Linked DNA regions of Canis lupus: region 1 is linked to region 2. The links are chromatin contacts, called in public Hi-C maps. All regions are on one chromosome and are shown on one strand. The core of a region is the stretch at or near the end of the contact, and the rest is flanking DNA. Distances in the headings are between cores, read along the strand shown. Region 1 holds the start of EXO1 (exonuclease 1). Region 2 holds the start of FH (fumarate hydratase, mitochondrial).

Evidence for each region. A called contact is a pair of places that touch in the nucleus more often than the background predicts.
Region 1: a contact with region 2 is called in a Hi-C map of blood, with 2.1 times the contacts expected there. The contact joins the promoter of EXO1 here to the promoter of FH in region 2. A contact is called at or near these places in 2 of 9 Hi-C or Micro-C datasets (both in blood).

The regions. Positions count from the first base shown.
Region 1 is chr7:33,166,821-33,174,011 of UU_Cfam_GSD_1.0, forward strand. It overlaps EXO1 (exonuclease 1), which reads left to right and starts at 5,537. Exons shown (of 14, transcript XM_038542688.1): 1 at 5,537-5,668; 2 at 6,021-6,464.
Region 2 is chr7:32,858,570-32,865,312 of UU_Cfam_GSD_1.0, forward strand. It overlaps FH (fumarate hydratase, mitochondrial), which reads right to left and starts at 2,667. Exons shown (of 10, transcript XM_038542675.1): 1 at 2,499-2,667. The coding sequence starts at 2,624. It overlaps LOC106559037 (a long non-coding RNA gene), which reads left to right and starts at 2,460. Exons shown (of 3, transcript XR_005362175.1): 1 at 2,460-3,148; 2 at 3,417-3,512.

The DNA.
Region 1 (7,191 bases), core at 4,287-6,786, 310 kb after region 2:
AATCAAAGTGCGGGGATCCCTGGGTGGCTCAGCGGTTTAGCACCTGCCTTCAGCACAGGGTGTGATCCTGGAGTCCCGGGATCGAGTCCCACGTCGGGCTCCCTGCATGGAGCCTGCTTCTCTCTCTGCCCCCCTCTCTCTCCCTGTGTCTCTCACGAATGAATAAATAAAATTTAAAAAAATAAAAAATAAAAATAAATAAATAAAAATCAAAGTGCATGACCTTTCAACAAATTAAAAATCAGAGCTGCCCAGAAAATCTAGAATGTATAATGCTGTACCTAGGACATTCATCTATTAGTCTACATATTCTGACTGTTTTTATCAACGCCAGTGCTAAACACCAGGGATATGAAAATTAGTAGACATGATCCCTGCCCCCAAGGTAAGGGTTCCAGATAAAAATCAGAATACCAAGTTAAATTTGAATTTCAGAAAAACATGGATTTATTTTTTAGTGTATGTCCCAAATACTGTAGTAGACATACTAAAAATGTATCTTTTGCTTGTCTGAAATTCAAACTTAATTGGGTCTGTATTATTATTTGCTACATCTTGGGGCAAAGTCAATTAAAATAGAGAGCATGAGAAGTGCTAGGGCAAATGAGTCATCACAGGGTGTTTGGGTACATGTCAGGGAAAACTTCAGAAAGCTGGCAGCATGCTACCAGTCTCCAGCTAAGAACACCGTATGGGCCGTACCACTTATGGCAGAACTTAATAATACACCATCATGATTTGCTCTTTAACTTTTTAATGAATACATGTTTTGTCTAGATCCAAGCTGCTTGAGGTCAGGAGCCATTTCTTCGTCTTGCCCATACCACCTAGTATGACAGGCACAAAAACTAAAAAAGATTCTATTCAGTGAAACATAACTGGTGTTTTCTAAAAGTTTCAGGCTTCAAATGTAGCCAAGAAACCAGTCTGACACTTGGGAATCAAATTAGCAGTAAAGGTACAGGCAACCTCTATGCTCACTTCAGGATGGATGCAATGTAGCTGGGCATCTTTCTGATGTTTGGCTTCCTTCCTAAGACCCACAAGTGTGGCATATTTTTGGTTGGATCTGATATACTGAAGCCGTTACCACAGCTGGGCAGTCCAATGACTGTAAGGACATTTTTCTACAAACACACTCCATTCACACTTAAGTTCCTCTTTGCCCTATTGTGGTTAGGAACTGTCCCTAGCCTTCCCCTTAAGTTGACTAGTTATTATCATTCCTGCTCATCCCTGGGCCCGGAACGCACTCTGTGGTCTGGTCTAACTAGAGTACTTTACAAATTTTTTACCACAGCATTTCTAAGGGAAGAGGACAGATACAAGGTCTAGAGCATCATGAAGACAGGAAGCCTCACCCCACTGACCAGCAGAGTCCAATATGTCTTTAAGGTTTCTGCACCATAAGGCTCATTTTCATGATTATTTGATTACAAAGCCCACTCCACCCCGTTTAGGTCAAAGATGAACGAAGCTGGACACTAGGTAGAGCGGTAACGACAGTTTTCAACAGCAATACGCTATCGCAGCGGGGAACAACAGTCCAGCTCTTTGATTTGCCCTGAGGTGGGGCAGGGGTATTTTTATTTTTATTTTTTAAAAGACTTTATTTATTCATGAGAGAGAGAGAGAGAGAGAGAGAGAGAGAGGCAGAGACACAGGAGGAGGGAGAAGCAGGCTCCATGCAGGGAACGCGACGTGGGACTCCATCTGGGGTCTCCAGGATCACACTCTAGGCCAAAGGCAGGCGCTAAACCACTGAGCCACCCAGGGATCCCCCGGGATGCTTGTTTTAAAGGAAGAATGAAGGAGCAAGAGGGACGAATGAGGGCTCAGCAGAGTCAGGGGGTGCACGTGACAAAAACTGAGAACAGAGAGTAAGTGTACCTGGGAGACTGAACTGGCGCTGGTGGAAGTCAGGCTCCTGGCCTCCCACAGACACTGGGAGACACATGGACACCCTGCCTTCAGATGTCCTGCCATCAGATGCTCTGCCATTGGATGCCCTGCCATTGGACGCCTACACATCGAACTTTCTGCCATTGGATGCCCAGCCATAGGACATCCTGCCATCAGACGCCCCTGCCATTGGACCCCCTGCCATCAGTCACCCTGCCATCGGACCTCCTGCCATCGGACCCCTGCCATCGGACACACTGCCATCGGACCCCTGCCATCGGACCCCCTGCCATCAGTCACCCTGCCATCGGACCTCTGCCATCGGACCCCTGCCATCGGACCTCCTGCCATCGGACCCCCTGCCATCAGTCACCCTGCCATCGGACCCCCTGCCATCGGACCCCCTGCCATCAGTCACCCTGCCATCGGACCTCTGCCATCGGACCTCCTGCCATCGGACCCCTGCCATCGGACCTCCTGCCATCGGACCTCCTGCCATCGGACCCTTGCCATCGGACCCCTGCCATCGGACCTCCCGCCATCGGACCTCCCGCCATCGGACCTCCCGCCATCGGACCCCCTGCCATCAGTCACCCTGCCATCGGACCTCCTGCCATCGGACCCCTGCCATCGGACCTCCTGCCATCGGACCTCCCGCCATCGGACCCCTGCCATCGGACCTCCCGCCATCGGACCTCCCGCCATCGGACCTCCAGCCATCGGACCCCTACCATCGGACCTCCCGCCATCGGACGTCCCGCCATCGGACGTCCCGCCATCGGACCCCTGCCATCGGACCTCCTGCCATCGGACCCCTGCCATCGGACCCTTGCCATCGGACCCCTGCCATCGGACCTCCCGCCATCGGACCTCCCGCCATCGGACCTCCCGCCATCGGACCCCCTGCCATCAGTCACCCTGCCATCGGACCTCCTGCCATCGGACCCCTGCCATCGGACCTCCTGCCATCGGACCTCCTGCCATCGGACCCCTGCCATCGGACCTCCCGCCATCGGACCTCCAGCCATCGGACCCCTACCATCGGACCTCCCGCCATCAGACCTCCCGCCATCGGACCTCCCGCCATCGGACGTCCCGCCATCGGACCCCTGCCATCGGACCCCTGCCATCGGACCTCCTGCCATCGGACCCCCTGCCATCAGTCACCCTGCCATCGGACCTCCTGCCATCGGACCCCTGCCATCGGACCTCCTGCCATCGGACCTCCTGCCATCGGACCCCTGCCATCGGACCTCCCGCCATCGGACCTCCCGCCATCGGACCTCCAGCCATCGGACCCCTACCATCGGACCTCCCGCCATCGGACCTCCCGCCATCGGACCTCCCGCCATCGGACGTCCCGCCATCGGACCCCTGCCATCGGACCCCTGCCATCGGACCTCCTGCCATCGGACCCCTGCCATCGGACCCCTGCCATCGGACCTCCTGCCATCGGACCTCCTGCCATCAGTCACCCTGCCATCGGACCTCCTGCCATCGGACCCCTGCCATCGGACCTCCCGCCATCGGACCTCCCGCCATCGGACCTCCCGCCATCGGACCCCTACCATCGGACCTCCCGCCATCGGACCTCCCGCCATCGGACGTCCCGCCATCGGACCCCTGCCATCGGACCCCTGCCATCGGACCTCCTGCCATCGGACCTCCTGCCATCAGTCACCCTGCCATCGGACCTCCTGCCATCGGACGTCCTGCCATCGGACCTCCTGCCATCGGACCCCTGCCATCGGACCTCCTGCCATCGGACCCCTGCCATCGGACCTCCTGCCATCGGACCTCCTGCCATCAGTCACCCTGCCATCGGACCTCCTGCCATCGGACGTCCTGCCATCGGACCCCTGCCATCGGACCCCTGCCATCGGACCTCCTGCCATCGGACCCCTGCCATCGGACCCCTGCCATCGGACCTCCTGCCATCGGACCTCCTGCCATCAGTCACCCTGCCATCGGACCTCCTGCCATCGGACCCCTGCCATCGGACCTCCCGCCATCGGACCTCCCGCCATCGGACCTCCCGCCATCGGACCCCTACCATCGGACCTCCCGCCATCGGACCTCCCGCCATCGGACGTCCCGCCATCGGACCCCTGCCATCGGACCCCTGCCATCGGACCTCCTGCCATCGGACCTCCTGCCATCAGTCACCCTGCCATCGGACCTCCTGCCATCGGACGTCCTGCCATCGGACCTCCTGCCATCGGACCCCTGCCATCGGACCTCCTGCCATCGGACCTCCTGCCATCAGTCACCCTGCCATCGGACCTCCTGCCATCGGACCCCTGCCATCGGACCTCCTGCCATCGGACCTCCCGCCATCGGACCTCCCGCCATCGGACCTCCCGCCATCGGACCTCCCGCCATCGGACCCCTGCCATCGGACCCCTGCCATCGGATCTCCTGCCATCGGACCCCTGCCATCGGACCTCCTGCCATCGGACCTCCTGCCATCAGTCACCCTGCCATCGGACCCCTGCCATCGGACCTCCCGCCATCGGACCTCCTGCCATCGGACCTCCTGCCATCGGACCCCTGCCATCGGACCTCCTGCCATCGGACCTCCCGCCATCGGACCTCCCGCCATCGGACCTCCCGCCATCGGACCTCCCGCCATCGGACCCCTGCCATCGGACCCCTGCCATCGGATCTCCTGCCATCGGACCTCCTGCCATCGGACCCCTGCCATCGGACCTCCTGCCATCGGACCTCCTGCCATCAGTCACCCTGCCATCGGACCTCCTGCCATCGGACGTCCTGCCATCGGACCTCCTGCCATCGGACCCCTGCCATCGGACCTCCTGCCATCGGACCCCTGCCATCGGACCTCCTGCCATCGGACCTCCTGCCATCAGTCACCCTGCCATCGGACCCCTGCCATCGGACCTCCCGCCATCGGACCTCCTGCCATCGGACCTCCTGCCATCGGACGGTGGCTGGAACACACCGGTAATTGTCGCAGCCCTGCGGCTGCTCAGGCGGCACTTTAAAGGGGATGTGCCTTGAGCTGTGAGAAACTGCGTTAGTCTTGCTCAAGCGTTTATAAGCCAAATATGAGGCCCCATAAGAGCAGGGCCCACGGCCCTGGGGGTGAGTGCGGTCCCGGAGCGGCTGTCCCTTCCCAGTGCAATACCAGCCGCTCCTCTCTCCCCGCGCTAGGGCTACAGGACGCGTCCCGTGGGTATAGAACTCGACGCCTCTTCTATTTCCCTGGAGCCCGCCGCGAGGAAGAGCCTTGGGGTCAACTGCCCCTCGCAGTGACTAAGGGACGAACTTGCAGCAGCGATCTTTCGGGTGTTAAAAAACCCCACGCAAACACGCGAGGGCGCTCCTAAAGCCGCCGCAGCCCGGACCTGAGGCCGGCGATCGGCGGGGAACTACAACTCCCAGCAGCCCCCGCGGGAGCGAAACTACCGACTTCTGGGAACCGTTTCCTGTGGGCCAGCTGCTCCAGGTCCGCCCGCGCCTTCGGAAGGCCGCACAGTATGCCGGCAGGTCCGGAAGGCCGGGCCCCCCCACACCCCGCCCCGCCCGCCAGAAGGGGTCGCAGGCCGCGGCAGCCGGGGGTCCCGCGAGGAGCGGCGCCCAGGTCCGGAAGCGGAGGCCGCGAGCAGCCGAGCCGGCGTCGCCGAGGAGCGCTCTGGCGTCACTTCCGCTGGGGCGGGACCTCAGGCTCCCGCGCAAATTAAAAAGTCCTCGGTGCGCGCAGCTCCCCGGCTCCCGGTGTTCTGCCTCGGGTGCGCCGGGCCAGGTGAGTTGGGGGCGTCGGGGGCAGGTTTCGGAGCTTCCCCCCGGCCGCCTGCTCTGGGGCGGATGGGGAGAGCCCTTCCCGGGGAGGGAGCGGAGCGGGCTGTGTGTGGGCCCAGGGCGGCGTCCTCTCGGGACTCGGGTGGTCCGGGACCGGGAGGAGGGTGTCGGGCCGCGTCTCTGAGCCGCGCGGCCGCCGAGTCCCGAGCGCTGATCGCTCAGCAGGCCGGGCTGGGCTGCGCTGGGTGCAGGGGAGGGGGTCGCCGGTGCGCGGGCTCCCGCCCCGGCTAGCAGCCCGGTTTTCACAGCAGCCTCCCGAGTCTTGAAGGACAGTGAATTTTCTTCTTGATGTGCAGGCGGGAAAAAAGCGTGTCTCCAGGGACGGGCTTGCGGACCACCCGTGCACAGCCGGGGACCGGAGCGAAGCGGTGAGGCCGCGTGTGCTTGCAGCTCCCGTGCGGCCAGTGGGCGCACTGACATGATGCCCGCCCAGCGCTGGCGCCGGCCCATTCATTCTGCGCAGAAGAGGAGACGTCTATGCGGGCGCGTTTACTTAGCTTAGAAGAGACATACGCGTCTCCTAAACGTGTACTACATCGGTTTCCCTCAAAGGGGAAGAAAACTCTTTTTAGAGGCGTTGTCGGAGAGGTAGGAGGCTGATTGTTATTCCCAAACCGTGGCTCGGGTAACGCGGGCATCCAAATTACCTGCCGTATTTAAGAGTCCGAATCCTCCACCGGGCTCCACAACTGGCGACTGCACCGCTGACCCAGAGCTCAGAGCTTTGATACTGTATCAAGGTGAGGCTGACTTCTGACCTGTTCTTTCTGACGTGCCCCCCAAACTTAACGTCTGCTGGAAGAGGTCTATATCATGAAATGCCCAACAGCTGTTGGGCCCCATTGCTTTTCCCTTTTATCTTGAGGAGTGGGGGTGAGTGCTACAGCTGACCCTTGAACAACTGGGATCAGAACTGTGAGAGTTCACTGTTAGGTGGATTTTTTTTTTTTTTTCCCATCAATGCAGTACAGTACTGTAAATGTATTTTCCTGGTGGTTTTCTTAATACAGTTTTCTTCTCTCTAGCTTACTTTGAGAATGCAGTATATAATACATATACAAAATATGTCTTAACTGAATTTATGTGATTGGTAAGTCTTCTCAGCAGTAGGCTATTAGTAGTTAAGTTTTGGGAGAGTCAAAAATATGTGGATTTTCGACTGGGTAGGGGTGAGAGCAAATACCCCTCCCCACCCTCCTTGTTCAAGAGTCAATTGTAGTTGCTTCAGAAAGGTCTGAGCCAGCTTCAGAATTTCTGTATAGGAGGAACTTAGGGACTTCTTCCTAAATGGAAGAGGGTAGATCTAACAATGCCTTTTTGGAGAGCTAGACATTCATGTTCCTTTAGCACTTCCTGTGTGCATAGTAGTGTGTTAACGGCTTGGAACACACATTATGGTTCCAGGTGGGAAAGCACTTTGGAAAGAATAAACGTTAAGGAATTGTCAAGTGGCAGAATTAGTGATTA
Region 2 (6,743 bases), core at 1,417-3,916:
TGTGAGATTCATGCTCATTTATTTAAAATCACCTCCTCAGGGCACCTGGGTGGCTCAGATGGTTAAGCATCTGCCTTCCACTCAGGTCACGATCTAAGGGTCCTGGGATTGAGCCCCGCCTCAGGCTCTCTGTTCAGTGGGGAGTTTACTTCTCCCTCTGCCTTTCCTCTCTCCTCTCCACTCATGTTCTCTCTCAAATGAATAAATAAAATCTCAAAAAAAAAAAAAAATCGCCTCCCCTTCTCGAGGAGCATGTGTGGGATAATGGTTATGTTCACTGCAGTCTTATTGCCATTAGGTCCTAGAAATACCAAGTACTACTGTTAGCAGCCACTAACCCCAGGAACCTCAGAAATTGATGAGGCAGTCTCAAAATCTGTACGCCCTTCTAGACCAGAAAGGTAAAAAAATACAGACCTTGAGCCTCTACGATGTCCCCCATGTACATTCATGTGTAAGATAACCATTAACTGAACCATGGCATCTCCTAAAAAAATAAGATGCCTTTCAGATTCTCAGTTTAAAGTGGGTTAAAAGAATATTTCAGTGCTTAAGAAGATCCAAATCATTTCTCACATAAAAGGACTACCTCAAGAGATAAAAATCCAAAATATGACATCATTGTGTTCAGGTTTTCAGTTTCTTTCTGTAAAAGTCTGGTCTTAAAGTGTAGGGTGACCATCAAGTCTTCCAGTACTGACAAATATATAATAAATGTTTTATTGATATTACACTGCAAAATAGAATATCATCTAGATTTCCAGACTTTAGAGCCACCTGCGCATCATTAAGGAAATAAAGAAAAGTGAATTTAAAAGATGTAGGGCTTCCCTATCTGCCATGCTAGCAAGGCAGTATCATAGCTACACTATTACAGCTGTTCTCCATTAGTTTCTCACTCTCAACTGCACTATTTCTCCTGGATCCTTTTTATCATATTGTAACTAACTGTGCATCATCTGTTTGCTTATTTAATCTCCACCCTCCCCCACCCTCCTAGCCTCTAAACTCTTTCCCGTAGTTACTTTTTCAGCTGGCCCACCCAATACTTAGAAAGCATTCAATAAATATGTTATCTTCCTGTTAGATAAACATTTGTTAGATAAAAGGTAACTTAGGGCATTTAGGGTCATGTAAATTCTCAATAGTAGCAATAAGAAAAACTTTTAATAAAGTCAACACAAAGATTTTGGAGCTGAGCTTAGATAGCAGAAGATATATTTAGAATTAGGGGGGAAAAAATCTATTTTCATTTGATCTTAGCTAACACCACAACAGGAAAAGCAAGGTAGTGCTCTTTTTTTTTGAACATTTAGAGCAGGGCAGATTCCCCAGTCTCCGATTCCCTTTCACAAAGCACTAAATTAGTAAAAAAAAAAAAGAAAGAAAAAAAAAAACATAAATTTTTAAAAGGCTCTAACATGCACTAAAACTATTACAGAAGGGCACTGCATGAGCATCAAGTACCCCTCGTTTTGTAGTGTCGGCATAGTCATGCCATGAAATTATCTTGAAGTTTACTTATAGTTCAGAAATAACTTGAGCCTTTGAAATACACTAGATGGAGGCATTAATGAGCGCTCACTACTTGGCAATCACAAAGTACTTTCGCAGGAGCAATCCTGCTGAGGGCCTGTTCTCATTTGCATTTTACATGTGGAAACCGAGTCACAAAGACAAGTTGCCCCAAATCCCAACCGTGAGTAGGATTTGAAACCCCATCTCTGACTGCAAAGCCCACACGACAGCCCAGTGGTCTGTGCAGAACTGTTCACTTTTCCTCAACTATCGTTTATTTTCCAAACTCTTCCTAACAACACGCGTGCGTGCGTTAAGTGTTGAAAATGCTCGTTAAAAGCCCAAGTTACTGAAGGCGACGCTCGGTAAAGAGCCAAAAGACTCGAACTGGACTTTGAAATTCCTTAGGCCTTTCCGAATACAAAGTACTGATTTAGCTACAGCCACATCCTATCCAATGTCCCCCGCCTACACGTTCCAAGTTTTACAAAAGGGGGGGGGAAACCACAGTCAGCCTAACGGACGAAATGCAATTTCACGAAAAGCAGTCTTTTAAGCTCCTAAGAACTTCCAGCCCGCCCCGCCCGGAGGCCCGAGAGCAGCTCGCCGCACCCGGGTGAAGAGAAGCTGCAGGTCGGAGGACGGCCGGCTGCACCCGGCCTGCTAAGGGGCAGGGGCTGCAGCGGTCCTCGCCCCCCCCCCCCCCGCACGGACCCCAGGGCGGCGCCAGGTGGGGGGCGTCAGGGTGGGGGCCGCCGCACCCGCAGGGGTGCAGCACAAGGCGCGGCTGCGGCCCGCCTCCTCGCCCGGACGGCCCCGGCCCCCCGGAGCTCGCTCGGGGCGGAGGCGGCGCCGCGTGGCCCGGAAGCCCGCCCTCCGCCGGGACGCCCCGGGAACCCGTCCCGCCCGCCCCGCCGGCCGGCGAGCGCAGGACTGAAGGTCACCGCCGGGAGGCCGGGGCTCTGGCGGCCCGCGCTCACCATTCGAGCGGCGTCCGGGGGCCGCAGCAGAAGCACGGCCGCCTCTCCGAGGCCGGGGGCGGAGGCTGAGCCTGGAGCCCGCACCAGGCGACGCGAGCGCGCGAGGAGCCGCACAGCGCGATACATGGTGCAGCGGGAGCCTGGGTAGAATTTGGGGGGGGTTGAGGCCACGCCCCCTCCGCGCGGGCTGTCAGAACCCGTCCCTCCCACGGCGCCTCGCTCTTATCCAATCAACAGCCTCAAACCCGGGGGTGGGGCGGGACCAATCGTGAATGGCCAGTAAGGAGTGAGGAGGGCGGGCTTAACTTCCCTGTCGTAGAGCGGAGCCTGGAAGCCCTGGGATTCATGGGAAACTAGTGCGAAGGGCATTCTGGGGAGGGAGGTTCTTCCGCAGAGTCGGACGCCGGGATGCCGCGGGAGGCGGGAGGGCGGGAACGTTAGCGGATGAACGAGACTGAATCAGGGCTTGGTCAAGGACCTATCCTAGAAAGGAGCGTTCATGTATCACGGAATCACTCATTCCGTGTTGGACTCTTTTAAAGGCTTCTTCCAGATTACATCTTCCATTCAGAAATTGTGGAAATCGAAGCAAAGCAGAGACAGTCCAATAATTGCCCATGATGCCCGACACCTAAGAAAGTCATTCTGAGGTCTCTGCAATTTGCTTTCTCTTCTAAACGGGCGCGCTCAAGAAGTGTTTAAAGGGTTAGTGAGGAAGATGTCCATAATTATAGGTGATTGAGGAATTTTTGTTATTTACATTTATGTTCTCCAAGATTTTTTTTTTTTTGCATTGGTAATATTTACATATTCACATCAAAGGCCTATTGTTTTAGTAGGATAGGTATGACAGAAAAGCACGAGCTGATACTAAATTGCATCTGAAACACAGTTTATCTCTTCTTCTCCTGTCCATAGCTTGAAACCAGATGGCAGTTGACCATGAAAGGGAACCATTGGATGATGTCCAGGAGTCCAACGTCCAGGACTTAGGAGAGTTAGTCAACCCTCTGGGTAACGCTGCTTATGTTATTTGTGGCTTATGAATTTCACTCCTATATTTAAAATATGAAGAATTGAATGAGTAAGCATGATCGTTGAACTACAATCAGAACTCCCAAGGCCTCACCTGAACTCTTCATATCTTTGTCAACCAATGATTTAGAAATTACCAGAATACGTGATGAAAAGGTGAGCCCCGCAGCTATGTAGAAGTTAGAGCGTCAGAATAAAAGAAATCCAGAAGCAAAAGATAACACAGTGGGTTTAGGAACCAGTGAACCACCTATTCCCACATACTTAGGTGTCCCACCATTAACAGGCAAACAATACAAAGTTTAGGGTGAAGATAGTAGTACTGGTGTTGTCATCAGTTTGACAGAAACTACAGGAACATTTACTAACGATCACTATCACTTCCTAGGAAATGCTAACATTTTGATGCTTTGCTCCACATCCCTTGTAAAAGAAAAGAGAGAACAAATTACTGATACTGGAGAGGCATTTTCTTCCCATCATCCCAGAAACTATCATTATCTTGCTACATATCCTTTCGGTTCACCTGTGTATTTTTTGCTTTGCATATTGATCTGCAAAAACGATGGTTTTAAAAATTTAAAGTTTTGCTCTTCTATAACCGAACTGTTTTTGAGATCTATCCATGATCTTTTTAACTTAATAGTATTCCTATCACATGAATTTAGCACATTTTCTTTTTTCTTTTTTTTTTAAGATTTTATTTATTTATTCATGATAGACACAGAGAGAGAGAGAGAGAGAGAGAGACAGGCAGAGGAAGAAGCAGGCTCCATGCAGGGAGCCGGATGCAGGACTCAATCCCAGGTCTCCAGGATCACACCCTGGGCCAAAGGCAGGCACTAAACCGCTGAGCCACCCAGGGATCCCCAATTTAGCACACTTTCTTTAAAAAAATTTTTACTGAGTATTCTGTCGCATAAATATTAAACATTTTATTTATACAATTTCTCAAGAGTATTTTTTGCTGTTATACACAATGCTCAGTGAACGTAAGTTTATGGTTTCTTCATGGGTCATGAAGTGACATCACTTCCTGGAGTGACATCACTCTGTACTCCTATCGTTGCTTATTATTTTAACCTCTTTTATCAATAATGATATTTCTATGCCACCTAGTTATTATCTGCTTGATGTATGTTTCTCGTTTTATTTTGGATAGTTTTCTTTCATTTTTACTTTGAGCATATCTCCTGTTTTCACCACAGTTTAATGTTTTTAAATCCAAATTGCTAGACTTTAAATAAATGGTCTATTGTAATCCCTTTCAATAAACACCTATTGATATGTGTTACAATCCAGAAAATTTTCTCTTTTTTATTATTTTTTTTAATTTTTATTTATTTATGATAGTCACAGAGAGAGAGAGAGAGAGGCAGAGACACAGGCAGAGGAGAAGCAGGCTCCATGCACTGGGAGCCCGACGTGGGATTCGATCCCGGGTCTCCAGGAGCACGCCCTGGGCCAAAGGCAGGCACCAAACCGCTGTGCCACCCAGGGATCCCAGCTGTTCCTCTTAATCCCTGGAAATATTGCATATTGGTTTTATTGAACTCTTAAAAATAATTTTAAAAAGGTAACTGGTTGTTCTAGATACTTTTTAAATTTCCTATGACTTCTAGTAAGCTTATTTCTCAGAGTAGAGAAAAGGCAATCATCACTTGGGAGTTTTTTGGGGAAGGAGCTCAGCTCCTCTTCCAATGACAATTTGAATTTTTGAGAAATGGAATTATGGCTTCATATATCAACTTTTTTTTAATGTGCTTCTTTGGTTCATATCTTGTTATTTTCATTTCATTCATTTTGTTCATATATATGGGTGTGTTTCCCAATTTCCTGACTTGAAATCTAGTTCAGAGTTTCTGTAAGTGTGGGATATATACCATTCTTGGTACCTTGGTGATTGTAGGTGGGCCAGGAATGCAACATTAATTAATATTGATTATTATCCTATTTTTTAATTTTCTTCTAGCCCTACCCATTTAGTAAGAAAGAGTCTTTTTTTTTTTTGGTGCAAGTGTATATTTTATACTTCTCGAACACTTGTTAATATCCTTTTGTAAAAGTAGAGGGAAAGTCTTTGGTGAAATTTAATTTGTAGGTATAGAATTTAGCTACAATTTCTTTTTTCTTTTTTTTTTATTAAAGGTTTTACTTATTTATTTAAAGAGAGAGATTGCATGAGCCTATAAGCAGAGGAGGAGCAGGGAGAGAGAGAAAGGATAGAGAGAGAATCTCAAGGAGACTCTGCACTCAGCATGGAGCCCAATATAGGACTCAGTCCCACAACCCTGAGATCATAACCTAAGCCAAAACCAAGAGTCGGACACTTAACTGACTCAGCCACCCAGGTGCCCCTCAGCTACAATTTATATGTTTCCCTTCTTTTCATCAATGAAATTGATTTTCCATTTGCAGCCATAGTATAAAGTTACATTTTTATTTAAATAAAATATACATCAATTTGAAACAAAATATTAAATATATTATAAAGGTGTTATGCAATAATTGAAATTAGGGAAACAATGGCTAGTTCATTTATTACATTACTTTATAATGAAAAATAATGTAATTTTAAATTAATCATTGACACTATATTTTAGTTTTAGGATACAACCTCTTATCTATGTGAAATGTTTTTTATTTTATGTAGATGGGTTTTTTTTTGTTGTTTGTTACTTTGAACTTTGTCTATAATAATATTGACTTGCTTTCTTGTTGATATTTGTGTGGTTTGTTTGTGTTTCTGTTTTCTTTGTGCTCAAGTCACAGGACTCACTGTCCTTGCTATGAAAGCCAAGTGAACAATGCAATCGTTTTCTCTTTCTCTGTTCCAAATCTAACATAGTTGACAAAATTGATACTAATTCCTTATTCTTATCAGTCTAAATATCCTCCTTCTAAATAAAGACTTTGAATATTCTAATTCAGTATACCTCCAAGCTTGGAAGATTACTGAGGAATTTCTCAGAAACTTGATAGAAAGATTGGAAGATTTAACTTTAAAGTCTTCCAGAAAGTAGAGGTAATATTCAAAGAGAAGGAAAATATGAGACATAAATTAATAAAACCAGAGGACAATCCAGTATGTCCAACATCTCAATAATTTTGGAAAACAATGTACAAGAAACCATTAAACAAACAAATTTAAGAAAATATCTTAAAAGTAGCAGACATGAGTTTCAGAATGAAAGCCTATCAAGTGTCTAG